Linked DNA regions of Zea mays: all the other regions are linked to region 2. Evidence: chromatin contacts called from public Hi-C data. All regions are on one chromosome and are shown on one strand. The core of a region is the stretch at or near the end of the contact, and the rest is flanking DNA. Distances in the headings are between cores, read along the strand shown.

Region 1 (3,853 bases), core at 948-3,447, 170 kb after region 2:
CGAACGACTAACCTTAGGTAAAGTGGGGCACAGTTAGCCACAAACCAAACGTGCCTTAAATGTGCTTATTCGTCTATATATGGTGGTTGCTTTGGACTTCTCGATGGTCCTGAATCTGACCCTAAGGAAGGCCTCGATTCAGCCCACTAGGTTCGGCAGAGTTTGAAGCCGAAGGAAGAAAACGCAGTACATGTACAAGACACAGATGGAGATGGACACACTCACACACAGGTCGTCGCTCACTCCACTCGCTCGTATCGTCTCGTGTCCTATGGATGCAATGCAAGTGTATTTCCAGAACACATGGCTTGCTTGTACTGGGAGGAATTGGGCGCGCTGCAGGGCAGGCTGCAGCCAGCCGAGATTATTGCGAGTTACGCACAGTACTCTACTGTTTTTACCAGTGCACCGTACGCGAGGGTGTAGACGACCAAAGGTACGGTGTCTCCCGTACGTGCAGCAGGATCCCCACGTTTCCGACGAAGACTTTTTCTCTCTGATATATTTGTTGTACGTCGTGCAGCCTGCAGGGCGTTTGAAGACTTGTTGGCTGGCTCGCATCGCACTCGCACCCAATCAAAAAGCTAGAGGACGCTTCTGACGCAGCGAAGGCACATGCATCCAGCCTCTTCGTCGTGAAAAACGTAAAAGATCAGATAGAAAAGAAATCAGGCTAGCAGCTCTGAAAGCGACCGTTTCTTTTCCCTTCCATTTTCTTGGTGACGAAACACGACCGGTTCTCTAGCCTCGTGCAGTCGTGGTGCATCGCGGCCGGTTTATTTGGAGTTGGGCGTTTGACCACCGAGAAGTGGACTGTGGCCAAACCAGCTGATCAGAGGCCACCACTGACATCGAGCATCACGCATAATAATAATGCATTAATTAATGCCCACCTGTGGGAGGCTGGGGGCTGGCCGGCTGGGGGATGGTGCTCGGCTGAAGTGAGGCCGGCTCCAATCCATCGCAGCAGCTAGCCGTCCAAAGTGACTGGCGTCTTCGCTTTGCACCTGCACCCCGCCGCAGCGGGGCGGCGAGTGCTCCTGTATGAATCTAACGGTGCTTTGGCCCGCATCCCCTCCACCTCCACCTCCACCTCCACCTCCACATCCGTGGTGGATCCTAGTTAGTTCGGTCCTCTCCCTCCATGCCTCCCGACGAAAAAGCAGCGTGTGGTGGCAGTGACGACCACAGCGAAAAAAGCGGCAATTGAAGGCGATGGTGTAGCCTGGAGCTGGAGTGGGCGCTCATGCATGCAACCGCCGCCAAGTGCTGCTGCCGCAACCGCAATAGGGCAACGATGTGGTGTCGAGGCGGATACAGGATATAAAATTCAGTTACAGCGATTAGGCTTGTTTTATCTTATCTTTTAGAGTGCACCGTAAAGAACAAATAATATTAATTTAGAAAACGAAACTTAGAGAACGTTGCTGTAGACAGCCTTAATGTGAATCAGTATTTTGTGCAAACAAGTTTATAGGCTTAGGGAATTGGTTCGCCCTTTTCTTTACTTACTATAAGATGATGTTTGAATGCACTAGAGATAATGGTTAGTGGATAAAATTAGCTAGAGACATCCAAACACTCTAGCTAACAGTTCAAATATTAGCTATTTTTAGTAAATTTGCTACTAGTTAGCTAACTATTTATTAGCTAGCTAATTCTACTAGTATATTTTAGCTAAATAACTATTAGTTCTAATACATTCAAACACCCTCTAAATCACCAGTTTCAACGGTTATTCTACGTCATCACTTTTACATAAGGCCCTCACATTTCTTTGAAATCAACCCAAAATCCCACCGTCACTCATGTGTCACGCGCGGAGCGTATATCTATTTTTACTCTACGTCTCGTTTTACAACCGTATAAGATAAGTCTTATCTCATCACCATGAGTGTGCGCGAAAGCCCGTATATATGATTTTATTCCCACATCTCGTCTAATAAGATAAGTATTGTCTTTTGCATACGGAACCAATAATGTAACCACCATGAGCATTTATATTAACTCTCAACTTCTATCTATATATTATTCGTTTTTTATTTTTATGTAACCGTTATGTACTGATATTTTATTAAATATTTATGTGTCCTTGTAAACACGGGTATTGTATTTAGTGTACCTAATAAATTCGCTCGCCGTGGCCACAAAATCACGACAACAATAAAATACGTACACTTGGAGGCGAAGTCACCAACAAAACAAGCGTCTCCCTCCACCGGTCCACCCCCCCTCTGGCTCTCTGCTTCTGCACCTGCGTGTGCTAGCGCGAGCGCGTGCGTCCCTTCCCCGGCACGAGCGGCGCACACCGTCACATCCGCGCTCCGTTCGCCTTCCAGAAAATTTAAACCCCAGCGGAGCCGGCCACGGCCAGTCAGCCGCCACACGGTCTCCGACGCGCTGCCCGCTCGCCTGCCAAACCCCCACCCCCTCGGCGGCGATGCTGACACGTCGCCGTAGCAACCACCCGGGCTGCTCCTTCCCCCTCCCGTTCCTCGTCTGCGGCCTGCTCCTCGCTGCGGCCGTCGCATTTTCCCCAGCTGCGGCCGCCGAAGCAGCTGACGGCGGCGCTGGGCACGAGGGCCGCGCGGGGAAACCGGAGGTAGAGGCCGAGGCGGAGGCGCGCGGGGATGGGGTTGCCGTGGCGGAAGCCGGCGGCGAGGTGGTGGCTCAGGGCAATGCCACGGAGGCCAAGGAGGGCAGCCTTGCCGACATGATCGACCGCGCGCTGGAGAAGGAGTTCCCGGAGTCCGAGGGCGAGCAGGGCGGTGGAGGTGCGTGGATCTGGCCAACTCCAGGGATGCATCGTCCCGTTCGGGCGCGGGATCTGGTTCTGGGGCCGGTGGCGTGTGTCGGTGGCCGTGCTGTTTAGATCTCGGCCTCGGTGGTTGGAGCGTGTGGGGACGTTGAGAATGGAGGTCCTATGTCTGAACTTGGAGTTGCTTGTGCTAATCTGAGCTCTGGTTTTGCAGAGACCGACCCTGGCAGCTTCAACAACACGGTAGCTGAGAAGCAGGTGAGTTCATTGCGCCATTTTGTTTGTGTGCTGCCCCTTTGTTGGCAGGGTTCATGATTCTGTGATTCAACATTGGGTCTGCCACAACTAGGTTTTGGGTGATTTGCTTACCAATTCCATGTTGGAATTTGTGAATGAAGGGAAATTCGCTTTTGAACTGGCCTGTGCCTGATTCCTACACTTGCGAATCTGCTAGTATGTAGTTATGTTGCCTTGACCCAGATTGTATTTAGGTCCTGTTTGTTTACCCTCTAGATTATATAATCCAGCTTAAATAAGTTGAGAGTTAAACAAACAACACAGGTGGATTATGTAATCTAGATACCTAGATTATAATAATCCATAAGCAGGTCAATAGATGCTTATATAGTCCATAAGCTGAATTATATAATCCTAGCATTCAACGACCCATCCATATGTCATCATAGTATAGCTATTGGGCCAATGGGCCCTTTGACTTTATATGGTCATTTTGCTTTATGTTATTTGTTCGGCATTTTCCTAGTGCTGATGAGGGAAACCAATGTCTTGGCTGTTGTTTATTTTGTGCTATGCCTGGCAATAATAAGTATGACTATATGTTTGTCGTGCACAATTGCACATGAGAGGTGATTAGCATGGGCATGACTATTTTTATTGTACCCATTAGCTACTACTGAAGACAATTATAAATTGTTTGTCGTGTTCCTAAGATGCTACAGAAAATTCTAATTTGGACATCCTAGTTCTGTTTCCCTACTGGAGTTCATGTTTGATCTACATGGTTGCTACATCGAGTAGTTCATTTCAAAGGTTCAGCTTCCCATTAGTATGTTTGTTACTTCGTCATTTCTTCAT
Region 2 (3,854 bases), core at 1,223-3,722:
TCGCGGCTGGCGCCGTTACCGCTGCCGAGATGGATCCGGTACACCTTTCCGGAGCCGCCGCTGCCGATCACGTTCTCCTCGCGGATGTTGCCGAGCACGTCCGACTCGGAGAAGCTGAGCTGGGTAAAGGCCGTCATCTTCCAGTCCGTCGCCTCCTGGCTCTCCTTCCGGTGCCGGAAGAGCAGCCAGGCAATGCCGATGCTGCCGCCGAAGACAATGACAGCGAGCAACACAAAGAGGATCATCAGGCCCTTGGAAAGCTCGTCGTGGCTGCCCCGGCCTCCGCCTGGGCACGTTGGGAGGTTCGTGCCTGAGCCCGCCCTGGCGCAGAGCCGGTTGCCAAGGAAGCTCCGGTCGTAGGCCGCACTCTGCAGCTGCGCCGGCACCTCGCCGGTGAGCTGGTTTGATGACAAGTTAAGCAAGTTGAACGCGTTGGTTAGGTCTGATGGGATGGTGCCGGAGAGCTCATTGTCGGACAGGTCAAGCATCGTCAGTGCTGGAAGAAGCCCGATGCTCCCCTGCGGTATCGCGCCGGTCAGCCGGTTGCCTCTCATGTCGAGCGAATTCAGTTTCTGCAGCAGCTTGATCGATGTTGGGATGGAGCCAGGGATCCGGTTGCCGGGCACTGACAGATCAGTAAGGTTGGCGAGCTTGCTCATGTCAGACGGCAACTCGCCGCCCAGCCGGTTGTTCTCCGCATGGAGCACCTTGAGCCCTGCTGCCGAGGCCGGGAAGGAGCCGGAGAACATGTTGTTGCCTATCTCAATCCGTGACAGTTTGGGGGATATCTGGGCCGGCAGCGTGCCAGTGAAGCTGTTGTTCTGGATCATCACCAAGGTCAGATTTGGGAACGACCATACCTTCTCCGGGAAGTCGCCGGAGAAGTTGTTGTTGTAGAGCATCAAGTTGTTTAAAGTGACGCAGTCCCCGAGCGCCGCGGGGAGCTCGCCCGAGAAGCTGTTGTTGAAGGCGACGATGTCGAAGAGCTTGCCGTTAGCGCAGAGCGACCCTCGCAGCGGGCCGGAGAGGTTGTTAAGGCACACCTCGAGGTTGCCCAGCGGCGAGTGCTTGCCCAGCTCCGGCGGGAGCTCTCCGGACAGCTCGTTCTGGAACAACCGGATGTCTCTCAGCTGTGGTAGAAGCCCGATGCTCACCGGGATGGTGCCCGTGAGCTGGTTATTGTATAGAAACAGCGTTGTGAGGTTCTTGAGATTGCCGAAGTCTTGCGGTATCTCTCCGGTTAGCTGATTCGACGACAAATCGATATGAACCAAGTTCAAGGCCGTCACGCTGCGCGTCAGCTCGCCAGAGAGGACATTGTGGAACAGGTAGATGTACTGGAGCTTCTGATGCTGCCACACCCATGCCGGGATCGAGCCGGTGAGGTTGTTGGAAGCCATGCTAAATAGAGTGAGCTGTTCGAGGCTAGAGAAGGCCTCTGGGATCTCTCCGGTGAGGTTCATGCCATCCATCCAGAGAAATGTCAGGTTGGTGAGCTTGGAGAACTCGGTGGGCACCGGCGCCGGCGCGAACGCGTTGTTGGCCAGCGTGAGCGTCTGGAGGCCGGTGCGGTTGCTTATCTCGGCCGCAGGGTACGCGCCAGTGAAGTTGTTGGTGTCGAGCCGCAGGGAACTGAGCGCCGGGAGCCCCGCCACCGCGGGCGGCACCTCTCCGGAGAAGCCGTTGGTGGAGAGGTTGAGGTGCTCCATCGACCGCGAGAGGAGGCGGTCGATGTCGCGCGGGAGTGGCCCCGAGAACTGGTTGGTGGAGAGGTCGAGGAAGGTGAGCCTCGCGCACGCGTACAGCGCGGCGCCGGGGAAGGCGCCCGTGAGGTTGTTGTAGGAGAGGTCGAGGTGGGTGAGGCTCGCGAGCGCGCACACCGGTGCCGGGACGGAGCCCGTGAGTTTCTGCCTGGACAGGATAAGCTCGGTGACGACCCCAACGCCGCCGGTGGCGCACGTGACGCCGGTCCAGTTGCAGTGGTCGGGGGCGGCGGCGGGGTCCCAGGACTTGAGCTGCGGGGGGCTGCCCCAGGCCTTCTTGACGGCGAGCAGCGTGTCGCGGTCACTGGGGCCGCCGCCGGCGGCGGGCTGGGAGCGGCCCTCGCCGGCGAGGAGGAAGAGGAGCAAGACGAGCAGCAGGGGGAAGCGATGGCAGGACGTGGTGGGCCGCATTTTTTGTTTTTGTCCTTGGAAGCTTCCTCGGCTGTGATGTGAGGAGGAGATGAGACGGGACGGGATCACGGGACTCGGGCGGAGTGATGCCGCGGGAGTGACGGCTGGTGTCCGAGTTTGTGCACGGCTCTTTATACGTGTGTGTGAAATGGGTGTGCGAGTTGTGGTCAGCGTCAACGGTCTCCGCCTGCTGTTCGGTGGTCCAGTGGCGCACTCAAAAGTGATGGATGCTAATCAACTTTGTTCTGTCTGTCTCTTCTGTAAGAATCGAGTTCCCAATTCCCATAGTCAATTAGTCATAGCTCCTACCTCGGTTAGTGTTTCGTAAAAGGATTAACCCTGTAATCGCTGAGTACAAATAAACTAATCTCACCGACTCCCTCCACGGTCCATATCCTAATGCTAGCGTTGTTTACACTTTACTACAATACTATCATGTCATATAATAAAATAAATATAGATAAAACAACCTTTCTTAACGAAAGGCTTTCATTATATAGATTTGTAAATAATGAATTTCATATCCCATAAATAGATAACAATTACTATGTTATAAGAGGTCTGTACCATAAAACTTATCTTGTTTTTAAAAATATTACCCCCTCCCCTCCCCCCCCCCACCATCAAAATGCTTATTAACTACCCTCTCCCTTCTATTATGTAAGACATAATCACATAACTAGTATCATGTCCGTGCGTTGCCACGGTACATCAATCATATTTGATAAGGTCACTATATGCGGTCAGATCGCGCAGCCCCGCGTGCGCTCACGTGCACGCCCTCGTGAACGGGGATATTCTCTCACCCTTTCAGTTTCTTTTTTTTCGTTGTTGTATATAATATCAAATGCTCTCGGTGGTCCCGCGGCGGCTCCTGGCTGTGGGAGCTCCACATCGTCATGTGGAACGGGCCGAGCGCCCGTGCTGCAGAAAGTTTTGCCTGGGCCTTGGGATAGAGAAATACTTTTGTTCTGAATTTTCTTTTTTTTTTGCGAGACAGGTTCTGCTCAAATTACTTCCACGGTTCCACCATCGTCAGGTAGGCCGACCATTTATGCACAATGATAAGCACTTCAATTACCGAGCCCTCGTCTTGTTATTTTAGAGAAAATTATTTTTGGATACCCGTCATAAATATCCCTGCCCGCTGCACTGCACTGTTCTGCCCCGCATGGCCGCGGGCGTGTTAGCGAGCGCCCCAGCGACGAGGGCGCTTCGTTTCTTCTGGTCCCAGTCAACACAGCTCAGCTCAGCTCGGCTAGCGAGCACCTCTTGTCTACACAGTCCCCGACGCCCACCCGCCCGCATCGCTGCGACTGCGAGCGACGCACCGACCCCCTTCGCTGGTCCCTGCCTGGCCGCCTTCTTCCCCCTCCCGTCCGATCGGTTTCACCATTCACCGTCTGCGCGCTCCAGCCGCCGCAGTTTGTTGCGAGCACACATCGCGAGCGGGATCAGCGGGCGCGGAGCGGCGACGGCGGGGGGTGCGTGTAGGAGTGGATGATGGCGTGGAGGTGCGCGATGGAGGCCGTGATGTGCTCCTCCTAGGGTCGACTGCGCCGGGTCCGTGACGCGCCCCCATACCTGGAGGGCAGTGACGTTGGAGGGGAATCGCAGAGTCGATGAGGGTGTGGAGGTGCACGATACCGACAACGAGGAGCGATTGGGCGATGTTCACAG
Region 3 (3,944 bases), core at 706-3,205, 170 kb before region 2:
ACGGGGGTGCGGAGATAAGACATGGATTTCTATTTATAGCTGGTAAATAATGACAACTTTGATGTTATTCTGTCTACGAAACCAGTGTTAAAAAAATCCGTCTACTAAGGGAACACTTAGGCTCTAGGTGGTGATCAGAAGCTGCAGTTAGGGCACAATCAGCAAGGCTAGGTGGCCAATTAGGCAAGCAAAGGTGATTAACAGTCCACAACACATAACTCCACATCCCCGAAAAACAAAAAAAAAATCAGCTCACATATGACACAGCTTCTGAAATACTGATCCCAACCTGCATAGTACAGAACATCAAGTCCCAGCAGATTCTGCTGCTGAATTGTCGGGGAACAAATCAAGTAAAAAACAACCAAAAAGGTAATAACATAGGATAAGTTAAGATTTTTTTCCAGTTCAATAAAACTGTATCTTAAGACTCCAAAACTGGACATAAAATGCCAGCTGGAGGTAACAAAGCTTAGCATGTTTTGTACAGGGGAACCTAATAAATGGATTTTTTGTTAACCAACTTCTCTTTCTGGAAGCATTTCCTGTTCCAAGATGTGTAGGACCTGATACAGATTTTGCTTAAGTTATTGCACAAACTGTTATAACAATATCGGTTACTGGAATTGATGGTATTTGTTTTGCATAATCCAAACAGAAGATGACCTTTTGCACCTAACTTCCAAAAATAAATATTTCATTGTCCTTTAATCTTGTGTTTCAAATTGCAGAGCATTACACAATAAGACAGAATATGTATTAGGAATGTAAAACAAGATTTTAGAATTCAGATTAGCAAGAAGGATAGCCAAGCACACATAGAAATTCTGCCAGCAATACTTCACAAAGATTTAATTGACGTAGCCTGGAATCAACAATCCCAAATGTCCATGTTGATCCATCAAATTTTCTAATGCCAAAAACAATGCAACTTTGTAACATTTTGACCCTATAACTACAAACTAAAGTACCATACCAGCAGCTTAAAAACTTCAATATTTTCCTTGAATCAAGGTTCCTCACTGATACAAGCAACACAAAAACAAAAAACAAGCTACACGACAAGTGCGCCAAACATATCAATGAGTGAGAATCAACACAATGGATAATAAATTTGTGTGATGAATTACATATTTCATCTAGAAAACAGCAAAGAAAAGAACAAAGCAGTTATAGTTGACCACCTGTTGGGTGCCATACACTGATGCATAAGGCCCTCCATACTGTGCAGCAGCCCCTTGTCCTCCACGCCCACCAAACCGACCACCATCAGTGCCACCTGCTGCTGTCGGGGCTGCAAATCCAGTGCTACTAGGCTGAAATAGAGAACATGACGGGAACACAAATTATCATTCATAACAAATCTGCGTCCAACAAAAAAACAGCAAGATCCTTCATAGAGCCTTACGATTTGGCTGTACGGCTGCTGCCCGCCGTAAGGCGGCGGCTGCCCGTAGTGGTTGGGCCCTTTGGGGGGAAACATGGCGGACGCACCAGCTTAGGGGCTCTTGCACGGGCACCAGACACGGACAAAACAATCCACGCGCACGAACAAACACCTGCGAGGAAAGAAGGAAACCCTAGATGTTTTAGCACCAAGAACGAACGAGGCTAGGAGTCCAACCAATACAGCCACCGTGTCCGCAGATTCGTTCCGCTGCCCGATGCATGAGCTAGGGTTTACCCACGAGATGGAAGAGAAGGCCAGATGGTGTCGGATGGAAGTGAATCCCCCCGTACGCAGAGCCGTGCCGGCGGCTGGAGCCTGAAGGCAACGGTTGGCAGCGGGAGAGCGGCGAGTGATGGCGGCGGGAGAGCGGCGGGAGCCGGAAGGGTTTCCGCGAGGGGTTCGGAGAACGCCAGCTAGTGGTGTAACCTGTTGCGTTTGCGCCTGTAATATCAGATGCTCGGTTATTATATTTTGCTCGGTTTTCCGTGCCCCTTGCCCTAATGGTCATGGGCCCCTATATTTCTCTCTTTCTACTTTATATTATATTAAAGTATCAATTTTAACGATCATTTTGTATCATCTTTTTATAAATAACTACTCACATCTATTTTATAAATAACTACTCACAACTATTTTAAATTAATCCGCTGCACATGTTTGTCTGATTGTCCCTTCCGCGTAACCATGTAGGGGCCCGCTAGGTTCAACGCTCGCGGGTCACAGCTTCGGCCTAGGCACGACACGTCGGCCTGCTGACCGTGTCAGACCAGCCCGTTAACCCGTCGGGCCATTTGGTTAAATCAACATAAAATATTAAAAAACGGTGCAGGAGATGAGGTTTGAACCATTCCCTCATGGAAGAAGAGCAGGAGACACTCGTTTAAGTCGTCTAGCCATTAAGCATCATACTTAGGTATTTTTAATATTGAATGTAAATTATACAAATATATATATATATATGATTTTTTGTAAAATAGAAAAATATAGCTCAAACGGCCTCTCGGTCGTCATGATGTTCTTGTGTGGATGATGAGCTCCAACCTGCTTCCCTGCTTGACATACGCTACAAATTTCTCAAAATGAACATTGGTTGGTCCTAAAATGTGTTCCCCTTTAGAAGCTTGTGAAGATTCTTTATCCCAACACGAGCAAATCGGCGATGTCAGAGCCAGCTTATGTTAGTCTTAGCAATTAAGCAAGTGTCTAGTTCGGCATTGGTATCTGTCGGAGAGGAAATCTCCGGCCGGGTGGCGGAGTGCACCCGCCCTAAATCCTAAGATGAGGAGGGGCCTAAGCGTTTTGCTTGTTGCGAGATGAAGGAATGAACACAAGAACACGCATGAGTTTAGAGTGGTTCGGGCCGCCGGATCGTAATACCCTTGTTGGGGACCATAATTAGGGGTACCCCCAAGACTCCTAATCTCAGCTGGTAACCCCCATCAGCACAAAGCTGAAAAGGCCTGATGGGTGCGATTAAGTCAAGGCTCGGTCCACTCAAGGGACACGATCTCGCCTCGCCCGAGCCCAGCCTCGGGCAAGGGCAGCCGACCCCGGAGGATTCACGTCTCACCCGAGGACCCCCTCAAGCAACGGACACACCTTCGGCTCGCCCGAGGCCCAGTCTTCGCCAAGAAGCAACCTTGGCCAGATCGCCGCGCCAACCGACCGTATCGCAGGAGCATTTAATGCAAGGGTGGCCTGACACCTTATCCTGACGTGCGCCCTTCAGTCGACAGAGCCGAAGTGACCGCAGTCACTTCGCCGCTCCACTGACCGGCCTGACAAGAAGACAGCGCCGCCTGCGTCACTCCGACTGCTGCGCCACTCGACAGAGTGAGGCTGACAGCAGCCAAGTCCGGCCTCGGGTGCCATAGGAAACTCCGCCTCGCCCGACCCCAGGGCTCGGACTCGGGCTCGGCCCCGGAAGACGACGAACTCCGCCTCGCCCGACCCCAGGGCTCGGACTCGGGCTCGGCCCCGGAAGACAACGAACTCCGCCTCATCCGACCTCAGGGCTCGGACTCGGGCTCGACCCCGGAAGACGACGAACTCCGCCTCGCCTGACCCCAGGGCTTAGACCCAGCCTTGGCCTCGGACGACAGTCTCCGTCTCGCCCGACCCGGGGCTCGGACTCGACCTCGACCTCGGAATACAGACTCGACCTCGACCTCGGAGGAGCCTCCACCTCGCCCGACCTAGGGCTCGGACCGACCACGTCACAAGAGGGGCCATCATTACCCTACCCCTAGCTAGCTCAGGCTACGGGGAACAAGACCGGCGTCCCATCTGGCTCGCCCCGGTAAACAAATAATGATGGCGCCCCGCGTGCTCCATGACGACGGCGGCTCTCAGCCTCTTACAGAAGCAAGGAGACGTCAGCAAGGACTCGACAGCCCCGACAGCTGTCCTTCCGCAAGGCTCCAGCGCTCCTCCGACGGCCACGACACCACATGAACAGGGTGCCAAGACCTCTCCGGCTGCCACGACGGCATGT

The links. A called contact is a pair of places that touch in the nucleus more often than the background predicts.
Region 1: a Hi-C map of leaf shows a contact between it and region 2, with 4 times the contacts expected there. The contact joins the promoter of LOC103629819 here to the promoter of LOC103629817 in region 2. A contact is called at or near these places in 6 of 25 Hi-C or Micro-C datasets (bundle sheath, leaf, leaf mesophyll and 1 more).
Region 3: a contact with region 2 is called in a Hi-C map of bundle sheath, with 5 times the contacts expected there. The contact joins the promoter of LOC103629816 here to the promoter of LOC103629817 in region 2. A contact is called at or near these places in 10 of 25 Hi-C or Micro-C datasets (bundle sheath, ear, endosperm and 5 more).

The regions. Positions count from the first base shown.
Region 1 is chr6:115,171,113-115,174,965 of Zm-B73-REFERENCE-NAM-5.0, forward strand. It overlaps LOC103629819 (K(+) efflux antiporter 4), which reads left to right and starts at 2,198. Exons shown (of 20, transcript XM_008650921.4): 1 at 2,198-2,774; 2 at 2,973-3,016. The coding sequence starts at 2,441.
Region 2 is chr6:114,998,450-115,002,303 of Zm-B73-REFERENCE-NAM-5.0, forward strand. It overlaps LOC103629817 (receptor-like protein kinase 5), which reads right to left and starts at 2,473. Exons shown (of 2, transcript XM_008650918.4): 1 at 1-2,473. The coding sequence starts at 2,174.
Region 3 is chr6:114,831,845-114,835,788 of Zm-B73-REFERENCE-NAM-5.0, forward strand. LOC103629816 (protein SHORT ROOT IN SALT MEDIUM 1) reads right to left here and starts at 1,956. Exons shown (of 22, transcript XM_008650917.3): 1 at 1,685-1,956; 2 at 1,409-1,559; 3 at 1,185-1,316. The coding sequence starts at 1,483.